Linked DNA regions of Bombyx mori: region 1 is linked to region 2. The links are chromatin contacts, called in public Hi-C maps. All regions are on one chromosome and are shown on one strand. Each heading gives the region's core, a stretch centred on a gene start, on an enhancer-like site or on the middle of the called end of the contact. The rest is flanking DNA. Distances are from core to core; before and after follow the strand shown. Region 1 overlaps LOC101737740 (patronin). Region 2 holds the start of LOC101737740 (patronin).

Region 1 (3,503 bases), core at 639-3,138, 37 kb before region 2:
CTGATAAACAGAGAACACATTTTTATGAGGAATCTAATACAGAACCACAAAGATGCGTGCAGAGTATAAACGATATATGAAAATATACCATATCTAAAACACTTCCTTAAACCAATTAACAAAAAGACGATTATACCTTGCACATCGAATCAAATATATGTCTTTATTTTCGTTTCTGATGAAAACGGAATTATAATCCGTATAACAAAGAATGATCTGACGTGTGTATAAATAAACAAAGAGAGCATACATATGTACGTGATACAGTGATGTAATGCCAAATCTAGATAGGCAATTTATCATTGTCGAAAAACGACTCGATATCGACCGAATCAATATATTTAAAACAAAATCCATATTAATATTAGAAATTTGAAGGTGTGTATGTTTGGACGTTTTGTTATTCCATCACGCAAGAATCGCCAAGGGGATTAGGATGAAAATTCCGCTACGGACACTTTATAACCTGGATTAACGCATAGGTTACTTTTAATGGTGAACGACATGACCCAGGTAACACCGAGTATATGAGCTATAAAAAAACCCGACAGTTTATTCGCTGACTGGATTTTATTTACGAATGGACTTATAAATCGATCGATTTGGGCAGAATGTGACGCAATTTGTTAGAAATGGATATCAAAATTAGGTTACGGTAACTGTCTATGCTTTAATGTTTGTCTTTATGTTATTAAATAAATGACTAAATTGTTATCCGCGAACCAATGTTTCTTTTTAACAAACAATTCTTTGTCGTCGTAGAATGCAACGCGTTTTCTTAATTCTAAATTATAAATTTAATGCGAGCGGTTACTCGATGTTCGTCTAGTATATTTATAAAATTAACGTAGGGCCGTCCGAGCATTTTACATGATAAATCTTTACTCAAATATTCTAAGATATGTGAACGATCTTCAGAGCTGTATTGAGCTACTGTCACGAATTCCTCATCGACACTACCATTATCATAGTTAACGACTCCTCCAACTAATACCTATTATGCCTTCAGTTTCCAAGAAACCCGGGCGACCGGAGAAATATCACACACTCCACTTCATTGAGATCAAGGCAAGAAAGTAGAACGCACTTTTATATCACGTGACAAAACTTTATACATATATCGTGACGACTTAATTCATTAAACATTATTACTTACATATTTCTACAATTTTTTTATACAATAGTTTTTGTGGTTGCCAAGATACAGGCACCACCTTAATCTAGTTAGTTTTCCGTATAGTTTTGCCACTACTAAATAAATTTATCACTATTTGTACCAGACCTTTTTCTTTTATAACTTCTAAATATATTAATACGTGAAGCAAAAACTTTGTACAGCTTTTTACGAAAATTGCGCGGACGGAGGATAAAATTTCGCACCCTTATAGAGAATATAGAGAAGGAGTGCAGAATGTTAATATTTTTTTTATATTATGCATAAAAAATGCATAAAATCAATAAAAAAACATTAGCAAACTACCATGTATTTGACACACACACGCATGCATACTACTTGGTTACTGTCAAACTTTTCTTATTGCTTATAATCTGTAGTCAAATTGAGAATAGAATAATATTGTTTGTCTTTATTAATATTTGTCTAAAGTGTAGTCTTGGCGAAATCAGTGATTATAGAAGTATAATAGTCTTTGACAATAGAATCATAATAGTGTACAAACTTATAATTTCAATTAATTATAGACGAATTTCGACTACCAGGGGACAACTAGTTAGTTATAAATAAATCTGAATTTCAATTCTCACCATTTTTAGCGGATTCGTTTGAATTAAAACTGTTTCGGTGAGCGCGCAGTCGGGTGGGTCGGGAACGTCGATTCCCTTCCTGACTAGGGTCTGCAGGATGTTCCAATGGTTGAGGCTATGGTAGTTCGGATCCGAGTACATGTTGGCCAGCGCCAGGCAGTACAGCTCCGCGTTGGCCAAACCGCCGCATATAGGTGGCTTCAAGTGTTCCAAGTCCTGAAACATCAAATCAAAAAACATTAACGCAAATTTTATTTTATTATTCGCATAGATCAGCCTTTCCCAAAGTGGGCGATAACGCCCAATTATGGGCGCTGCAAGCCTAAAGGGGGACAGTAAGAGACCCAGAAAAAAAATGGGGGTGGTGTGTAGAGGCTTGAGAGGCGATTTGTAATTTTATCTAGCATTCTTAGACACCGACTAGGCTCTGGCTATAGTGATTTTTAAGTACCTGAAAAAATAGGGGCGCTAAGAAATAATTTATTCTCAAAGTGGGCAGCAGACAAAATAAGTTTGGGAACCCCTGGTATAGATGGATGAACTTCGCACGCGGATCGCCCCGTTTTAAATGGTTACCAGAGCCAATAGACATAACAAAGTGAATATGTACGTCATCCACCGTGAAACATGAGATTGAAGTCTCAGTTGTATTGTTTAGCGGTTGTCCTTCCTTCAAACAGTGTTCCCTGTGACTGCTCTGTAAGAGGAATAGACAGGATAGTGGTACCACCAGTAAAACTACATCTGTGTCTAACTATAATAGTATAAAGGGTAAGTACGCACTAAATAATCATGTGATAAAATTGCAATTAAACGTTATTATATTTCGTAATTTCTCCACAGTATCATTGTTCTATCAGGTAAAAACAAAATTTCCGATTTCTCTTCAGCATGACAAACCTAAATATGCGAATAATAAACGAACGAAATCTTTATGCGGACCTTTGTGGATCAATGTCAGGTCGCGTCCTATATCCGTAGATACCTAACTCTTCAAGACACTTCTTGATCCAGTTTTTATTGGGATTTACAATACTGAGACAATTCCTTGTGTTGTATTATTGTAAATTGTGTCGTCAAGCGAACACTTACGGTCCATTTAAGTTTAAAATTGTGTTAGGTTATTACATTTTTGTCGGTTGCAATTTAATTATTTGAACCTCCTACAAGCCATCGGTCAACTTTTGTAGAAAAGCAAAGGACAGCGGACATGGGCACCTGGAGCATGATTGGATAAGGCTGAAGAGATCGTTAGTTGATTTTAAGGCTTGTAAAGTAGTGATTCAATTTGTTGGATGTCAGAATGGCGTGGCGTAGGTATTATAGGTGCCACCCTTAAAGCTATTGATCTAAACCTCAAAAACATAAAATCCAAACTGAAGCAAATCATTTATGCGTTCGGCTTTGAAGGGCGTGTCAACCGTTAATAAAAACGATTTGAGACTTCAGCCGCGATCGGTGACAGAATCGGTAATAGATCATACAGAACCGTAAAAAATAAGGATTCGACAACGCTTTTTTTTTTAAATACAAACAAAAACGTTATTATTCGACACACATTACTTGTATAAAACGTAACTCTGCATCAAAAGCGACCGAAGTTGAATCGAATTCCGATATTTTTAAACGACCGTTGCATTAACTACACTTACACAATCACATGCCTATATTTATAAATTGTCAGAGCTGTATTAATTAAGCAACAGAATGAAATTCGCTGTTAAACTTTAAATGCACGC
Region 2 (3,505 bases), core at 76-2,575:
CAGAAAAGTGACGAATGCAAAGCTCATACACTCTGTCGAGTTGAAGTCACTCTTAATCTCACAGAAAACAAATGAATTTCTTGTGACTCTATTATCAAACATTTACATAAGAATGTGTGTTATCACTTTGATAGCCAAATTTAGAACAGTTAAGAATGTTTTCAGTATCGTTGTGATTTAATTTTGGTTTTTATTAAACAATTTTCTTAAGTTTATAAGGCATTAAACAAGTAGATAAAACTCTTTTGTTTGCTTTAATCCCGCAGCCAATGCAACTGTGAGCAGACTAAGTTAATAGTTACGTTAATAGTTTCTTTTGAATAAGCAATTTTACTAATTATCCTAGTCCTTTTACTAACATCTTTATACTTTACTTGATTTTCAGATGAATGGTATCAGATATTTCGCCTATTTCATTATGATCTGGTTGGAATCTTTTTGCATACATATTGTGCTTTAATAATGAGTATGATATTATACAGTGTGATTATTGATACAGATATTGTTTGACTGTTTTATAGAAATTAGATTATTTTTTTCAATATTACACAAGTGGATTACATGTGACAATCATTTTAGTGTAGTATTGGACATGACTAATAAAGTTCATGACAGCATTATACCAATAATTTATTCAGTGTGGGTTGAGACTATTTCGCCCACTTCTTACCTTGCATAGCTTTAGTTTTTTTTTTTATATTAAAAGGTGATACTTAAACGCACAACTGTTAGATTTCCTATATTTGTTTTTTTTTTCTTTCAAAATTACAAACTCGAAAACTTTTTGAAATAGTGTAAATGTTGGATTTTGTGAAGGTTTTATACATATTGTGACAAAACTGTCACAACCATCAAGGCAACGTAAACGAGTCGAGGAAGAAATTATTGAAAGACCGGCAGTTGGCCAAACAGTTCTCACCTGTTTTGTGTCTACAAAGTCTGTAGCCTCCATGTTGGCATTCGTTATATCCAGTTTCTCCATAACTTCAGCAACATCAGGATCTCTTAAGCCATATGCTAGGTGTCAAAGAAGCGCACAGGACCAGTATAAACATATCAATCTCGATGGGCTCAAAGATTTTTAACGAAACAATGTCAACGATTGCACCTACAAGCTATTCACTCTTGAGTTCACTATACTTATTTTAAATTTCGGATGGTGTGAGATCACTCTTTAACACATTTTTCACATTTTTTTATAAAATTAAAGCACTACTTTTAATTGCAATAGCCAAAATACAAAATACAGTTGATCACCATCTTATAATTTTCACACATTCCGTCATCGAGGCTGACTGACGGTCGCTACCCCACGCGACGTTCCGATTTTCTTTCGTTTGCAAACGATGACAGTTATAAATCTTAAAAACTCGAACTTGTCTGTCTGTGATGACTGCCGTAAATATTGTAGATTTTCAAATTTTTAAGATAAATTTACGATGTTTGTCGTCATTATCCTTTTCATAATGTGGAAAATAAATGTAACAATATATAGGATGAAGTAATGGGATACACATAGAAGGTATTTTCACTATCTTTATGTTTATAAAAAAAAAGACGACTTACGGCAATGTCTATACTATGAGAAAATTGGACAAAATCCGCTTTTAGAAAAAAAAAAACTAATAGAAATAATTCAAAGTTGGCTATTCCTTTGCCTGTCCAATAGAAAAACATGATTTTTTTTAAAGGATTTTATGACCTGGTGACTAAGACCTAAGTCCTAAGTCATGTCTTATTTTAATTTATATTCTTATTTTTATGAAAAATGATAATAGGGAGTGAAATGAAATGAAATGAAGATAATTAATGAGACATTAATCAACTAGGATGAAATTAAATGAAATGAGATGATATGGGATGAAATATAATCTCAGTAAAATGGTGGTCATTTAACTAGATTTTTTCAGTGGACTTTTTGGAGGATCCCGAGAAGTTACACTCAGCGGCTTTGTTTTATTTTCCCACATTTGTGCACTTTCACAGATATTAAACAGTTAATAAGCCACCGTTATTACACATTTAAACCTGAAGAAAAACCAAATAGACAAAATAAAACAAATCACACAACTTCACTCTTCGCGTTCCCGCCAAAAAGTCCAGAAAAACATGCAATAACTCCATGTTATTGCCTGACAATTCAATTGCATCTAATCTAACAGCCACGAGATTTCTCTGCGGGAGCATGATTGGCAAAGTTCTAAAAAATTCTTTTGTTTTAAAAATTAACTTTTTTTTCGAAATACTACTTGTAAAATTGTCAGTTCATAAAATAGTTGGATCTGTGCTAGCACTTTAGTATCTAAGGATAATGTCCATGTAGCTTCAGTAAATTCCTACAATTTTACTAAAAGTTATTTCGTAATAACTCATTCAACGTCTACGGTGGTTTTAATCCCTCCACATTTCATTTTTAGTTAATTTAACCTATTCAGTCTGGGTGTCGACCTAGAAGAGAACCACCCTACTTCTTCCCATGGATGTGAGAAAAATTGGACTGGGAGAACTGGCAAGTGCATTTTCTGAGTGAAACACCATCCTTCTACGATCGACAATAGGAAGTTTTTTTTGGTATGGTGTGTTTTAATCCCGCACGGGTAGATACATCTTGCATATTTTTGCCATAAACCATTCGTGTCTTCCTGTTTGAAAGAGGGACAGACTACAATTGAGACTTCGACCTCATACCCCAACACGGGTTTATGGATTTTTCAGCATTTATGTTGGGATATATTTAGGCTTCGGTAACCATTGTATATCAAGTCGGCCCTGAGATATTTTACACATGTAAATAATAAAAAATCCATCATTAATTTTATTTCTTCTGTTTTATTTCACTAATTAAACAATAGACATGTCTTATAGTGAAACTTTTTTTCAAAAGATTATATTGTGTGGTTCTTGTTCCGTTTAACCTATTATGATTAAAATGCTGTGTTTATACGAAAATATATCGACGCTTGAAAGGCAAAAGTGACTAAGCGACAATAACTGCTTTGTACATAAATGATAGGCAATAACCATATTCAATGTGCAAAAAAAATATATTTCTAGGTCTATTAAAATCATTTCAATCCTACAGCTACTAGCTAGATTCTACTACGGCTAGATTCGTTAAAATAAATTTAGTTTTCAGGTATTTCAACTTTAAATTAGTCTACTGTAAAGTTCACGCATTGTCGCTTAGTCACGTTTGCCTTTCAAGCGTCGATATAAAAATATATTGACACAATTGGCATTTGACATAAATGACAAATCAATGCCAGTTGCCATCATGTTGCCATACGTATTAAACAATAATCAAGAAGTAACTTTAAAACATTGAGTGAGTGGAGGTTATCGTACGGTAATTTATTATAAAATTGTTAGGTACCGTATGGGATAACCTATAGCTCAATTACAAGACAAGGAAAATGCCCCGCGAGAAAAGTAAATATCGTGAGAGAAAACTATCTTCAAGCAGTTCGGATGCGTCGTACGATCGAAGAAAAAAGAGTAAACACAA

The links. A called contact is a pair of places that touch in the nucleus more often than the background predicts.
Region 1: a Hi-C map of whole pupa shows a contact between it and region 2, with 2.9 times the contacts expected there. The contact joins the enhancer-like site here to the promoter of LOC101737740 in region 2. A contact is called at or near these places in 3 of 7 Hi-C or Micro-C datasets (midgut and whole pupa).

Annotation. Positions count from the first base shown.
Region 1 is chr4:16,096,591-16,100,093 of ASM3026992v2, reverse strand. It overlaps LOC101737740 (patronin), which reads right to left. Exons shown (of 26, transcript XM_062668373.1): 3 at 1,765-1,980. Among protein-coding and RNA genes, the nearest start is that of LOC101737740, 38 kb to the right of the region's middle. Within about 2 kb of position 1,888, at least 2 of the 8 cell types and tissues checked have open chromatin away from gene starts, as enhancers often do.
Region 2 is chr4:16,058,606-16,062,110 of ASM3026992v2, reverse strand. LOC101737740 (patronin) reads right to left here and starts at 1,325. Exons shown (of 26, transcript XM_062668373.1): 1 at 920-1,325. The coding sequence starts at 982. LOC101737876 (splicing regulatory glutamine/lysine-rich protein 1) reads left to right here and starts at 3,240. Exons shown (of 3, transcript XM_004930818.5): 1 at 3,240-3,505. The coding sequence starts at 3,414.